Regions from separate parts of the Sus scrofa genome. Here regions 1, 2 and 4 are each linked to region 3. A link is a contact called in public HiChIP or PLAC-seq data. All regions are on one chromosome and are shown on one strand. Each heading gives the region's core, a stretch centred on a gene start, on an enhancer-like site or on the middle of the called end of the contact. The rest is flanking DNA. Distances are from core to core; before and after follow the strand shown. Region 1 holds the start of KYAT3 (kynurenine--oxoglutarate transaminase 3). Region 2 holds the start of GTF2B (transcription initiation factor IIB). Region 3 holds the start of LOC100523310 (guanylate-binding protein 6). Region 4 holds the start of LOC100737600 (DBIRD complex subunit ZNF326).

Region 1 (3,118 bases), core at 554-3,053, 270 kb after region 3:
GATGCTCCCGCTTCTACCCGCACCTCCCTCCAAGTCTCTTCTCCGAAGAAACGATAGTGTCCTTCCTAAAATGTGATGAAGATTTTCTGGTGGCTGCTTCAGAATAAAATCAAAGTTCTGGGGCCTTCAGGGCTCTGCATGATCTGGTCCTGTCTTCCCCCCCACCCCAATCTGGAAGCGCGTAGCCCTGGATGACTGTGCTTTAGACACAGGGGTCTCCCTCTTCGTCCTTGCATGCCCAGTTTGCTCCCATACCAAGGCTTTTTCAACTGCCATTTTTCTGTCCAGAATCATTTTTGGCAAAGTCGTCTCTTCATCATTCAGTTCTGGGTTCCACTGTTCCCTCCTCAAAAGAAGCCTTTTCTGACTCTCCTAATTAAACGACCCGCAGTCTCCCATCCTCACGGCTTCGTCCACAGCACTCAACACCATTTCAAACCATCATACACATTTGCTTGTCTCTGGCCTTTTCTTCCTCTTAAAGGTTGGAGACACACGCTCTCTCTGCCCATTTCCCCCAGAAGCCTGTGCACCTCTGTTCTCAATTCATGCATGTTACACGTGAGAAAAAGAAACACCGTACCTGGCATCAGAAATTGAGCAAACACTTACCATTAAGACTTCACTGTTGGGAGGCACGGATGGCGGAGCTCCTCCAGGAAAGTACCGCAATCTAAAAGGACATCAGCATCAGTCAGTCTCTGACTACGAGGAAGGGGCATAACAGACAAGATCCATTAATAGGGATCCCTGAATAGGGATCTCTTCTAACACTCTATTATTCAAACGACCCAAGGTTCCCAAGGTGTGTTTTCTCCCTCTTTGTAAAGTTATAAAACCAGCTTTTGGACTGCAGTTGTGCTCCTGGTGGCCTTTTGGTTGAAGAGTATTGACAAACGAATGCCCTGACAGTAGCTCACGATCTAGGGGTGAGATTCCCAACTGCACACAGCCAATTTTCCATCCGCCTCTGAAACTCGGCGAACCTAGTTCAACCAAAAGTTATCTCTCTCCTTTCCTCCGGACGTGAATAACAATGCTACCTCCCCTCCCACTCCTTCTATCCTCCCATCTTCTTAAAATTGGAAAGGAAGAAAATTGAAGCATGAAGCTCGATGCTTAATACAAGGCTCTCCTTTTGCTAACACCGCCTTCAAAAACGAGTAATTCGTGGTGTTCCTGTTTCTCTTGGCCGATTTTCCTTCCCTTTTAAACTGTCATTGATTTTCCTCCTCAGTTCCACGGCCCCTTCATTCTGTCCTCTGATCACACCCGCTTTTACTGTTCAGGAACGTAAATTCCTCTCTGCTTTTTTTCTCACCCCCACCCCAGGAGATAAATACACCCACGCGCCCTTCTGCACACTCTCCTTAGCCTTGCCCTCTCTGCACCGGCTAACATCTCGATAAATACAACCCTCCCCTCGCCTAAGCCCTGGGACCCGACAACCGGCTTTTCCTTCCAAATCTGCCCGCGTCCTATCACTGGGCCAACCCAACCCATCACACACCTCCAATTAGGGCTCCGGACCTCAGCGTCGCACCCCATCTCGGACCACATTCAAGACCCCGCCCCGCCCCCCTTACCCGGAGGAGCCACGTCCCGCAGCCCGGATCCTGCCCCACACTCGTCTGGCCTCCATCCCCATCCTGTCGGTCCGGAGGGGCCGAGCCCGCAGCCCATCCCCGGCCACATCTCCCTTCCCTCTTCCTCTCCTCCGGGTCGCTTCCCCGTCCGACGGTGCCCCGCCCACTACCCGGCTGACCCTCAGCCAATCCGCGCTCTGACTCCCGGCCAGGCCCCGCCCCACGTCGGAGCGCCCCGACGCACTCTCCAGTTCTCGCGGGACTTGGGCCACGGAAAGCGAGGTGTTCGCGGAAGGGATGTGAGTGGCGCGTCGGTAAGGTACGGGTGCGGGGAGGCCGTGGCCGCCTGGGCTCCGCGAGCGGGGCCGCGAGAGGAGGCGGGAGGGAGGGGGCCGCTGGGTGCGCGCGGGGGCCGCGCCTGCGGGGTGGGAGGAAGAGCCGGGCTGGACTCGGCTCAGGATTGGACTCGTGTCCGGCTCCGGGGCGCGCGGCCGGTGCATACGGCCCACGCGGGCCTGGAGGAGTTTGCTGCGGAGGAGGCGCCGAGGTGCTTGGCCTGCGGGTGGGACCCTGGGCCCCTCCTCGTCCGCCCCTTTCGCGCTGGATTTGGCAGTTGGGGCACTTCGTGGACGGTGAGGGAAGCTGACGCCCACTCCAGTTGGCAGCAGTGGGGATTCTTCATGCGAAGGAAAACAGCTGTCAACTTGCCGCAGAAACGACTCTTAGGGGAGCCCATAGTTTCTCAATCAGAGCGGAAAGCTGTCCAATTTGTTGCTTTTGGCGCCTGCCACCCAATTTTTCCGTCTTGCAGGCTCCTTCTTTGCTACCTGAGGGAGGAACTTGGCAGCTGCTCCTTCCACAGCCCCCTGTACAAAGTCCTAGCTCCCCTGGGCCTGAGACCCAGCTGCTGCAACTTAAACACCAGTCAGACCTGTTGCTGCCTTCTACGAAATTTGTAATAAGTTACCCGGACTCCCTTTTCACAAAACAGCTTTTCAGAAACTTGCAAAAGCACGTGTCCTAACTTGTCTTGTGCCAGCTAAACCTACCTGATTTTCCCCACTCTTGCTCCGATGACATGGCTGTAGAAGTGGACTAAAGTCCAGAGCATGAAGCAGAAATAAAGCTGTTTGTGGTAACTCTTAACCAGGTTTGTGCATTAATTAGCACTACCTCTTTTCACTGTCACCGCACCTTAATCTTCCTTGAGCTTGCAGTTAACCTGAACATCCTGGACTTTGTGACATTATCAACTGATTCCTTCTGCCTCTCCTTCCCACATGCAAAGTCATTATCCACTGATCATTTGGATTGAAGTCTACAGCTTCAAACGTCTCACAGTTCTTTTGACGGCTTTACTCACCTTTCGCCCTGGATCCTCCAACAATTCATCAGCCTTCTCAGCCTCAGGTCACCCCCAGCTATGCCATACATATCTTCTGTATCTTCATTTTAAACCATCTCCTCCAGAGATAATAGCACAGTTTTCTCTTGATCATGGGTATATGACTGCGGAGTTAATCCTAGATATA
Region 2 (3,372 bases), core at 383-2,882, 350 kb after region 3:
TCTCAGGATCAGATACAAAGATTAAGTGGGATAATGTTGATGAAATGCTTTGTAAATTGCCAACGCTATACTAACAAGAGAAGAAGGAATGGCCTACCTAAGCTGCTTCTATTTTAATATAAAAGTCATCCTAAGTAGGTTATGACAGATAAGAGATTCTTCAGGTGGGGCAGGTGTAATTTAACCAGTTGCCCAGCTTCCCTCCTCTGGGGTTTCACTTTCTCTGATAGCTTCTTCCTTCATGTAATGCCCACCCTAAACCACCGGGTGGTGGGTCCTTATCTTCACGCTCAAGAGTGCCCCCCTGGTTCCCTTCCTCCTCCTCTCACCCTTCTCCCAAGGCAAGAAGCTCTGCTATGGAAACTTCTGCCAGATTGGGGCGCAGCACCTGCAAGCCCTCTCCTGGTAACATTTGGCACAGCTGAGATGAATTGGCTTTTTGTGTGTGCGCTTTTTAGGGCCGCACCGGCAGCATATGGAGGTTCCCAGGCTAGGGGTCAGATCGGAGCTGTAGCCGCCCACCTACATCACAGCCACAGCAGTGCCAGCTCCTTAACCCACTGAACAGGGCCAGGGATCAAACCGGCTTCCTCATGGATGCTAGTCAGGTTCGTCAACAGCTGAGCAATGACGGGAACTCTGGTGTTTTGAAGCTTTACCAGATATTGTGGGAGAAAAGCCCCCACAAAAATAGTCAGGGTTTTTAATTGCAGAGTTAGTTGGGAAGACCAAAAAAAAAGCTCCCCCATCCCCACTCCTATATGAGTTCCTAAACTTCTCCCTCTTACACACCTTTTTCTTTCTAAGGAAGCAAGACTTCCCCACCTTTCAAGGAAACAACGTTTGCCCAGTGGTGTCAGTTCCATGCCCCAAAGAACAAAGCAGCCGCAGTATTCTAAGTGCTCATCCCCACAGAAACCCTTTTCCCTCTATTCCCACTGGGCCAAGGGTAGTTTGTTTTCAACGACGTAGTGATAGTGTTGCTGTTGTTTTTATTAATTTTGTGCCATTAGTTTGGGTATTTAATAAATTTAGGGACTTTTGGGGTATCTGAACGTTCTGGTAAATTCTCTGTATTTCAGCTATGCCCAAGTTGCAAAGACCATGACAACAACAGGAAGGTAAGGCCCGCATCTCCCTGCCTCACGGGTGCACAATGCTCTCCCACAGTTTGTTTCATCTCCTGCCAATTCTAAAAGGGTACACAAGGCAGATGCTATTGCCTCTTGCCCCCAGGTGCGAAGGGCGAAGGAAGACACAGCTTGCTAGGGGATGACTGAGCCTGAACTGACATCTGGGCTGACCTAAGTGCATTCCTCTTTATTCCAAATACCTAGGTGGAATCGCCCTCTGGGCAAGTAAGAGCTGAGCGCCGACTCCCGGCGGGGGAGGGGTGGTTAGCCCTGGGGGGTGAGGGCTTTGCCCCCTCCAAAGCCCGGGTTGTCCTGGTGTTTTGACCCAGCCAAGTTGAGGGTGTCAGGTGTAGCCCGTTTGCTGGGGCCCTTGAGCGTTTTCCTGAGTAGTTGCCTCGATGTGCCGGCGACCGGGAAACCACCGAGACCGAAAAGGAAAATGAGAAAACGCAAAGCACGTGGCGTCCAGGAGCTCACTTTCTTGGCCCTTCTCCCGACCCGTAGCCGCGCCCGATGACGCCTGCGTGGACGGCTCGCCTATAAAAGCTCGGCTCGCCGCGTCTCGTCGCCGCAAGCGCTTCCTGTTTGCGGGCGTCCGTCGTCGTCGCCGGTCGGGAGCCGGAGGGGCCGTGAAGATGGCGTCGACCAGCCGGTGAGCCTGCGGGGGGCCGGGCAGCCGAGGCCGGGCGGCGGGCGGGCCCCCAGGGCCGGGGTGCGGGGACAGGCGGCGGGCGGCCGGCCGCCGGGACAAAGGCGCTTCCCGACGCGGGGGCGGCGCGGGGTACCGGCCGCCGGCGCTTCCCTGTCTGGGGCTCCCGGGTCCCGGCCCCGGCCTCGCGTCCTCTGCAGCTGGTCCAGCCGTCCTGTCTTGTTCGGCTAACTTCTTGGCCTGTTTTCCGTCTGCGGCTCCACCAGCCCGAGGGGCCGTGACTCCTCCTCCCCGAAGAGCGGGAAGGGTCAGGTCCAGGCCGCCGGCGACCTGACAGCCGGAGGGTTGGGGCGGACGGCCGTCCCTGGCGTCCCGCAGGTGCGCGGTGGGAGCCGGGGCCTTTCTGAGCGAGGCTGCGTTCTCTCGTGGGAGGCTCCTGTCCGCACGTCTTCTGCGTTCTGCTCCGGAAAGGCTTGCCTGCGGAAGACGACCGACGTGTGCGGGGAAGCCTCTCTTCTGTAGGTTTTGAGCGTGGTGTAGTCCAATCTGCAGGAAATGGATGCAGTGCCATGGAGACGGCCCTTAGTCCTGTGACCTGAGAAATGCTTGCAGACCCTAATTGCCTCCCTCGTGACCACTGTGAGGTAGATACTAGGGTTTGTGCCCAAGCGTAAATACACCGAGTCGTACCAGTGGTGTCTCTTCCGAGGTTAATGTGAGAACAGTGTAGCGTCTCTTTTCTGTTACCGTACTTGGCCTCTCGTTACTCAGAATGTATTGAAAGTATCAAATCCAGTTCTGTAGCTTCTAGAAGACAGGCACCTCTGGCATGATTTTTCTGAGCTTGGTATCGTCTGTGGCGTTGAATTCCCTGTGAAAGCCATTATCACAAAATAGGAAGCTGGAGAAATCCAGGCCCTTTCTGGTGACGGCCAAGGCCCATTACTTTTTGTTGCTGTATTTCAGCAAGGAGGGAGGAGGAGAGGGCTTTAGCTAAAACAACTGGAGGCAGCTCTCAAAGCCAGTGACACTTGTTTACTGATTGTACTTCTGGGATTGAACGTTCTGTCTGGGTGTGGCTCTGTCAGGTAAGGCTTCCTTGTAGGTAAATGGAGAACGAGCTTCCCAAAGACACCTGAAAACAGCTGACAGTCTGCTGGGGCAGTCGGTGGGAAAGGGGGTCACAGTGGGGCTTTTGTAGATAACAGAGCAGAAACTTGTGTTTGAAGGAAATGTTGTAGCAGCTGGATGCAGCACATTCACTGGATGGATTTTTTACTGAAAGAACACATGGCACGTGTCCTCTCTGTGCCCTCATTGTCTCCATTTGTTAAAAACGTCCTTGAAATACGTTTCTCGGGGCATGTCCGGATCTTAAATATGTCATTGCGGTTGTCTGTCTCTCCATATACCAGTGAGAACAAAGGTAAATGTTAGGATTTGTGCTGTGAGCTTTTCCCTGAGGAAGATGTACAGGTACTGGGCTCTGGAACGGCCTGCTGTCTTCAAAGCGGAGAACAGAAATACTCTGAGTTCAAAGCTACACTTTACCACTTACTGATTCTGTGACTTCAGGAAAATCGTTCTGTG
Region 3 (3,439 bases), core at 764-3,263:
TGGTGGGAATGTAAATTCGGACAACCACTGTGGAAAACAGCGTGGAAGGTCCTCAGAAAACTAAATAAAGAGCTACCATGCGATCCAGCAGTCCCACTCCCGGGCGTATATTCAATCCAAAGGCTTGGACTCAAGGAAGAAAGCAAGGCATTACACGAACGCATGAAGCTGCGCCCTGTGGGGAGTGGACACCTCCTTTGGAGGAGGGCAAGCCTCTCACTCCTGGATTCAGCAGGTGGGATCAGAATGGGCCCTCTCAGGTGTCCAGGTTGGCCTTCATTCTGGGCATCAGGGGCCCCTGATGAGTTATCGTTAGGAATGTGGTCTCTTCTAAAAACTATGGACTGAATTACACACTATGGTTTGGTAGCTCCCCTGCCCCCGCTACTTTAGGGCTGCACCTGCAGCATATGGAGGTTCCCAGGCTAGGGGTCGAATTAGAGCTGCAGCTGCCAGCCTACACTACACCCACAGCAACGCTGGATCTGAGCCGCATCTGCGACCTACACCACAGCTCACGGCAACGCCGGAACCTTGACCCTCCAAGGGACACTTGGTCACATCCTCCCAGCACCCCTCCAAGGGACACTTGTGAAGTGCACTCGAGGAGTTCTTCAGAACATGCATGCTGGGACGTGTAACGGTAACCAGCTCAATAATTCGAATTTTGACTTTTCCACTTTCTCTCTCCTACTCTCCCTTTCCCCCTTCTCCCTTCCTCTGGCTTCCTGCCGTCACTTCTCAGATAACTATGTGCATCCAAGTCTCTTTTTCTGGGAAGGAAAACCCAAGAGGAAACATTCTCTTCATCAGAGCTTATGACCTCACTACTTCTCTCTTCATCTCAATTAACCTTTTTTTTTTTTTCATCTTTTTGCCTTTTTCTAGGGCTGCACCCACAGCATATATGGAGGTTCCCAGGCTAGGGGTGTAATCGGAGCTGTAGCTGCCGGCCCACACTAGAGCCACAGCAACATAAGATCCGAGCCGCGTCTGCAACCTACACCACAGCTCACGGCAACGCCGGATCCTTAACCCACTGAGGGAGGCCAGGGATGGAACCCGCAACCTCATGGTTCCTAGTCGGATTTGTTAACCACTGAGCCACGACGGGAACTCCCATTACAATTAACCTTTAAAAACCTATATTATAGTCAATATTAGGAAACACATAAGAGGCAAAATTAGTATTGCATGATGTGAGATATGGGTGAGTTCAGTCAAGTACTTTTCACAGGAAAATTCCTCTCTTACCAGATAAATTATGATTTTTGAGTTACCACGTGGTGGCAGTGTCTGTTAGCCTTTGTGTCTTAGATTTGGCCTGTGCTTCTTCCCTGGGAAGCTGATGTTGGAGCCTAGAGAATTTGTCTTGCATGTTACAGTTTGGTAGAGTTTATAGATTCTGTATGCTATAGTAGAATTATGTAAATTGTAGTGTCTGTTTCTACCAGTTCTTCTCCACCTTTTCTTTTTTAATTGCTTTTTAGGTCCAACGAGAGGAGAAATTGTTGTATGAGAGACAGGAAAGAACTGTTGCAACTGCAGTCTTTTTTTTTTTTTTTTTTTTTTTTTTTTTTTTTCAGGGCCGCACCTGCTGCATATGGAGGTTCCAAGGCCTGGGGTCCAATCAGAGCCACATCTGTGACCTACACCACAGCCCACAGCAACAATGAATCCTTAGCCCACTGGGTGAGGCCAGGAATCAAACCTGCATCCTCATGGATGCTAGTTAGACTCGTTTCCGCTGAGCCACGACGGGACCTCCAGATTTAAAATTTTAAGAGCTCTTCATGAACAAGGGCATCCAGGGATCCACACTAAGAGAAAAATGCTTGAGATATGCTTGGCTTATACAATTTTGCTAACATTTGTGCCATGATTTTCTCCTTTCCTGTTTGCCAAGGGAACTTGTGCCACCCTAAGCAAACTTACACGTGGGGAGGCCCAAGGAAAGCTGGGGCGTGTGCTCAGAGGTGATGCTGAGCACTGGCCTTTCGCAGCCTCCTCTCACCCTGCGCCATCACCCCCGTTGGTGCTGTGCTCGGTGCTCCTGGCGTGACTCTGCGAAGGCAACAGCAGCACGGATCACTTTCATTTTCACTTTGAAGACAGCTCTTTACTGGGAGAGAGGACGAGCTTGTTCAGTCTTTTTTAGCCTTGACACTGGAGGGAGAGAGAGGTGGAAGGAACAAGTGAGACAGGCCACCGGAACCATTCTTGGACCCTTGGGGGTGGAGCAGGTATGTCCCTCTCTTTCGTGTGCAAACCAAGGTTGATTTCGGACTCAAAGTGACAACCGAGGAAGGACAGGAGTCCTGGTGTCTGGAGGGCAGGGGTCTGAGGCTGGCTTTAATCCAAGGGTGGGGTGGGGGTGGCGGTGGGGGAGGTTCAGCTTCTCTGGACCAGCAGGGGCGGCAAAATGAGGGTCAGGCACCGTGTGTCCTCCTGGCTGTCCTGCTCCTTGGCAGGGTCCTCATGGGAGTTGTCTGCCCTGCTTTCAAGCTCGGCGACTGGCAATAGAATTCAGAGAATAAGACAGTTCCTGCCAAGGAGGTTATAGGACTTATCATGTAAAGAGGTAGTTTCATTTTCATCTTTCTATTAGTCATACTTCCGAAAGCTTCACAGTGAGAGCTTTGTGAATATCTCTGTAGAGACAAATTTGGTCCCCACAGTGCTGAGCTTTATTAGTTAAAAATCACCATCTCTGGAGTTCCCTTGTGGAGCATGGGTTAAGGCTCTGGCGTTGTCACTGAAGTGGCTCGGGTTGCTCCTGCAGAGTGGGTTCGAACCCTGGCTGGGGAACTTCCACCTGTCCCGGGGGGGTGGGGGGCAGCCAGAAAAGATGACAGTCTCATCAAAACACTCTTTCTCTTCCTCTTTCTCTCTCCCCAGCTCCCCGCCCCCCGCCCCAGTTCTCTCTCTCCCCCTCCCTCTTGTATTTGCGGGTTGGTTTTCCATGGTTATATTCTGGTTATTTAGTCATTTTTCGCATTTAGAACATGTATAAGTCTGGATTTAACAATCCCTTTAGATGATTCTTCTGCAGATCAAATTTTGAAAACCAATCCTGAGCAGGACTGAAAAGCTGCATTTTGTGAATTTGAAGCTTAAAATTCTGTGGCTCATTCACAGCTAAGAAATCACGGAGCTGTTTTGCTTCTTTGGGGTGGAGTGTGTCTGTGTCTTTAGGAGCCAAGCGAGCAAAAGGGAAAGGACTCGCTCGGAGAAGAGTGCGCATGCTCGGAGCGAGGGGCACCCCCCAGGGCATGGTGACCCCCCCTTCCGTCTATTTCTAGTCCTGCGAGTGGTGGGCGGTTTTGATTCGGGGTTGAATGGTGGAGGGAGGACAGACCTGGCTGCAGTTGCTCCTCTTGCATCTTCCTGCAGCTTCCTCGTTGTCTCCTTAGAAGGGCTCCGGGGCTCGTGCTTTACC
Region 4 (3,499 bases), core at 894-3,393, 470 kb before region 3:
GTCCCTAATCGAGGTTCTCCCATGAAAAGACCTTAAAAGACATCTTGATGTCACTAAAACCTGACTGAATGCTAAGATACACCAAGAAGACCATATTTGAAGTCTGAAATTAAAAAAAAAAAAAGATCCAGAAATCATTTAGAATTTCTCCCTGTTGAAAAAGGGATGAGAAGGCGAGATGGAACATTAGTCTGAAATAGGAGAGTTAAGCATAACCATGCATCAACTTCCAAGACACACTTCAGATAAAGAACTGCATCTGACGTTCCATTCACATTCTTACCTAGAGAAACATATCCTGACCCAGAAGCCCAAGAAGCAAGAGTTTACAGACGAAGAGTCATGCAACCAAACGACTCTTTGTGTCCCGTCTTGTCATTAACAAAATCCGCTACACCAAGAAGCCACGTGGCCAGAGAAATTTACTCTGCTAAACTTACTTTTAGAAGATAAAGATTGAGGAGTAATCTGAAGAGAAGGATCCAACGGGAATTGTACAAGTGAAGATTTAAAAAGAAAAAGCCCTGTTGGTTCATCTACTTCATTAACAGGAGGAGAGAAAGCAAAGTCCATTCAGACCAGAATGGTGAAAATAAAGGACTGGAATACCTGCTTCTCTATCGTGAAAACAAAACTGACATTTGGAGTCTCATTAAGAAAAAAATCATTTGCCTAAAGTAATAGCATGGAAAATGTTAACTGTTTTCCAAATTTTTAAAACTGGAATCGATTTTCAATTTCGAAGCCCAAAACCTATTACCCCAACTATTTTCAATTAATCCACGATCGTAAGGCATGGTGGACTAGCAACACAGCAGTTGCTGACACCTGTGTATTATGCTTAGGAACACCTGTCTAACCTAGTAACCTTGAATCATTTAGTGTTTCCAGGTAATTTACATAGTCACATCAGAAAAATCTTCATTAATTAGCCATTAAAGGTGCAATGCATTTTATATAAGTAAAGAGTAACTGTTATAAATGCAAAATTTCTAGACAAGGATGACAGACTACACTGAGGTACCAAAGGCTAGTAAACAGTCCAAAATATGTGCCCTACTACGTTTTTCATCAGAAGTACTTTCCTCTGCAAAGAGAACACTAAGAGCAACTGACTGTTTAAGACAAAAAAAAAAAAAAAATTTACATTATAGCAAAAATACAGTATTCTTTATAGGATCAAACGACATAGTAACTCCACAATCTACATATACTTCCTAGGAAAAATTTCATGTCAACCAAGCTACCTAAGAATGTAAGGCAGAATCCTTATCCTACACATCCTAAAATTACATTCGTAAAGACTAGTATATTTACCGGTTTAAGCAGTAATTTACAAAATATTACTTCCTTGGAAGGAGCATACACATGTTTGTACAGGGAGGAAGTTATTTCTCAATAGGAAAACTAGTGACACAGGGAAAACACAACACCCAGCAGTAGGACACACTGTCAGAGAGTGAGTTAGCAAAATGGAACTGACCGCAAATCATCTACAACCCACTAGCGTTTCAAGGTCTTCACCATGTAAACATGGCGACACTGCCCTCATCTGTCACCGACTTTGAGTCTCTCGTGCTTCATGGGAAACATGAAGCTCTGAAGAAATTCTACGTGCCAGAGTTTAGCAGCAAGGCAGACACGTGTGATCATACATTGCACCTTTAACCTACTCAGAAACTCCAAGGTTCATTACTTTGCAGCAGTCCAAGCGCTGTCCCACCAGCGAACTGCTAGTGTTTACAAGGCAAAATGCAACTCCTTTTAACCCCTTTTAGACCAAACCTGATGTCCTCACCTTTTGAATAAAGGGAGAGCTGGCAAAACTTTAGGAGGTCCTCTCACACTGCCACGTATTTTCTGAGGTGCTAGAGAAACTTGTACAGGCGACCTAACAATTATGCTCATGACTTAGCTTTGGCTTCACAACACACTGGGATGAACAGTGTTTGTTCTAGTTGCAAACCATGGTCTTGAAAGGGTTTAAAAGAGTGACTAGTGAAAAGAATCTGAAAAGATTCTGTTGTACTTACTCCTCGGCCTCGGCCTCTGCCTGTTGATGGTCCTCCAAAAGCATCATAGTTTCTGCTTCCAAACGCACTTTCAGGATAAGCAGGCGTTCCTCTCCCCCGAGAGCCTACAGGTGCAGGCTTCATATGGGGTGAAGAAAAACTGCTGTAGGAAGAGCAACCCTCTCTTCCTCTGTCCTCCATAAACCCAGGCCTCAATTTTGAACGGGAGTAAGGTGCTTCCCAGCTAGACCCGCCCTGGCTTCTACCTCCGAAAGAGTCAAGGCTATTCCGGTAGGAGCTCTCAAATCGACCACCATAACTACCTCCGAAGCGGCTTTGTTCGGGTTCATTAAAACCATAGCCAGATCTGTACAGATCTCGCCCACCCAGAGAAGACCTGGAGTCGTAAGACTCATAAGGTCCAAACCTGGAAGAGTTGCACAGTGAGGGAAAAAACAAAAGTAAGCTTACTAGTGTTAGACAATATTCAAAAGACAAATTATCAGATGACATTTATCAACCAAAATGCATTTACCACATACTGGTTTGCACAGTTCTGCTTTGGTTCACACTTGATTAGGGCTGGGCACTTCAGCATGAGACCAGATAGAAAGCTATCTGAGTCAGTGTTTGGATATGAATTGAGTCAAGTAAACCTTGGCTTAGACGTCTGCTTTTGGCAGCTTTCTACTTTGTTAAAAGGAACGATTTGTCTGTCATTATCGAAGCCCAGCCCTAGTCTTGGAAAAAGTCATTTGCTAACGTTCACAAACTACTCAAACTTTCTTTGAATCCACCCCTGATATTAGAAAATACAAAATAGTTACAATACTTTGGCTTTCAGTAGGGACACAAATTGAAGACTACACAGATGTAGGCTATTTGTGACACAGAAAAGATCCGTTCGTACCCCCATAATCTATATCACAAAACTGCTTCATTGCATCTATAGCAGTCAAAATTGGGAGCATTATGTGGTTATAAAACTTCAGTTACAGTCAATAATCAATCCTCAGTCACTTTTCACTTATAGGCTAATAAATCTAACAAGTCTAGAAGGATTAAGCACATAAAATAGAACATAAAAGACCACCAACATATATCCTACGCATATGAATTTTCAAGGCAGATTAGAAAGAATACATTTTATGACGTCTTTGATTATTTGAAAAATTGTTCCCTGGCAGAAAATTATCACATAAAACTACTCTAAAAGAGGAGCACACAGTCTCCTCAAGGTTTCAATAGAGTCAACAGAAGAAACCAGCTTCCTCCTCACCAAAGCATGAATTACGAAGGCTGCTTATCCTACGGTGTTGTTTTAAAAGGCCCACGGTTACACATGCGCAAGGTGAGAACTTCTCCGCACCTTTACGCATGTGCTTACGTGCACTATGTGACAGGCAGGAGCTGATACGGAAACACACGTAGATGGCTTACGTTGCCTCAGTTATTTACAGGTCACTGAATCGAAGGTACTATTTATT

The links. HiChIP or PLAC-seq counts read pairs in DNA pulled down with a chosen protein or histone mark.
Region 1: an H3K27ac HiChIP or PLAC-seq map of alveolar macrophages shows a contact between it and region 3. The contact joins the promoter of KYAT3 here to the promoter of LOC100523310 in region 3. A contact is called at or near these places in 5 of 5 promoter capture datasets (fetal liver, fetal skeletal muscle, liver and 1 more), 25 of 47 Hi-C or Micro-C datasets (adipose tissue, alveolar macrophages, blood and 14 more) and 2 of 2 datasets of contacts at active chromatin or transcription factors (alveolar macrophages and skeletal muscle).
Region 2: an H3K27ac HiChIP or PLAC-seq map of alveolar macrophages shows a contact between it and region 3. The contact joins the promoter of GTF2B here to the promoter of LOC100523310 in region 3. A contact is called at or near these places in 1 of 5 promoter capture datasets (liver) and 2 of 2 datasets of contacts at active chromatin or transcription factors (alveolar macrophages and skeletal muscle).
Region 4: an H3K27ac HiChIP or PLAC-seq map of alveolar macrophages shows a contact between it and region 3. The contact joins the promoter of LOC100737600 here to the promoter of LOC100523310 in region 3. A contact is called at or near these places in 3 of 5 promoter capture datasets (fetal liver, liver and skeletal muscle), 3 of 47 Hi-C or Micro-C datasets (heart right ventricle, retroperitoneal adipose tissue and skeletal muscle) and 1 of 2 datasets of contacts at active chromatin or transcription factors (alveolar macrophages).

Annotation. Positions count from the first base shown.
Region 1 is chr4:127,449,672-127,452,789 of Sscrofa11.1, forward strand. It overlaps KYAT3 (kynurenine--oxoglutarate transaminase 3), which reads left to right and starts at 1,804. Exons shown (of 14, transcript XM_001929384.5): 1 at 1,804-1,885.
Region 2 is chr4:127,521,170-127,524,541 of Sscrofa11.1, forward strand. GTF2B (transcription initiation factor IIB) reads left to right here and starts at 1,633. Exons shown (of 7, transcript XM_001929406.6): 1 at 1,633-1,785. The coding sequence starts at 1,769.
Region 3 is chr4:127,175,324-127,178,762 of Sscrofa11.1, forward strand. LOC100523310 (guanylate-binding protein 6) reads left to right here and starts at 2,014. Exons shown (of 11, transcript XM_005663706.3): 1 at 2,014-2,243.
Region 4 is chr4:126,701,840-126,705,338 of Sscrofa11.1, forward strand. LOC100737600 (DBIRD complex subunit ZNF326) reads right to left here and starts at 2,144. Exons shown (of 9, transcript XM_021090831.1): 1 at 2,034-2,144. LOC110260386 (DBIRD complex subunit ZNF326-like) reads right to left here. Exons shown (of 4, transcript XM_021090293.1): 4 at 1-3,499.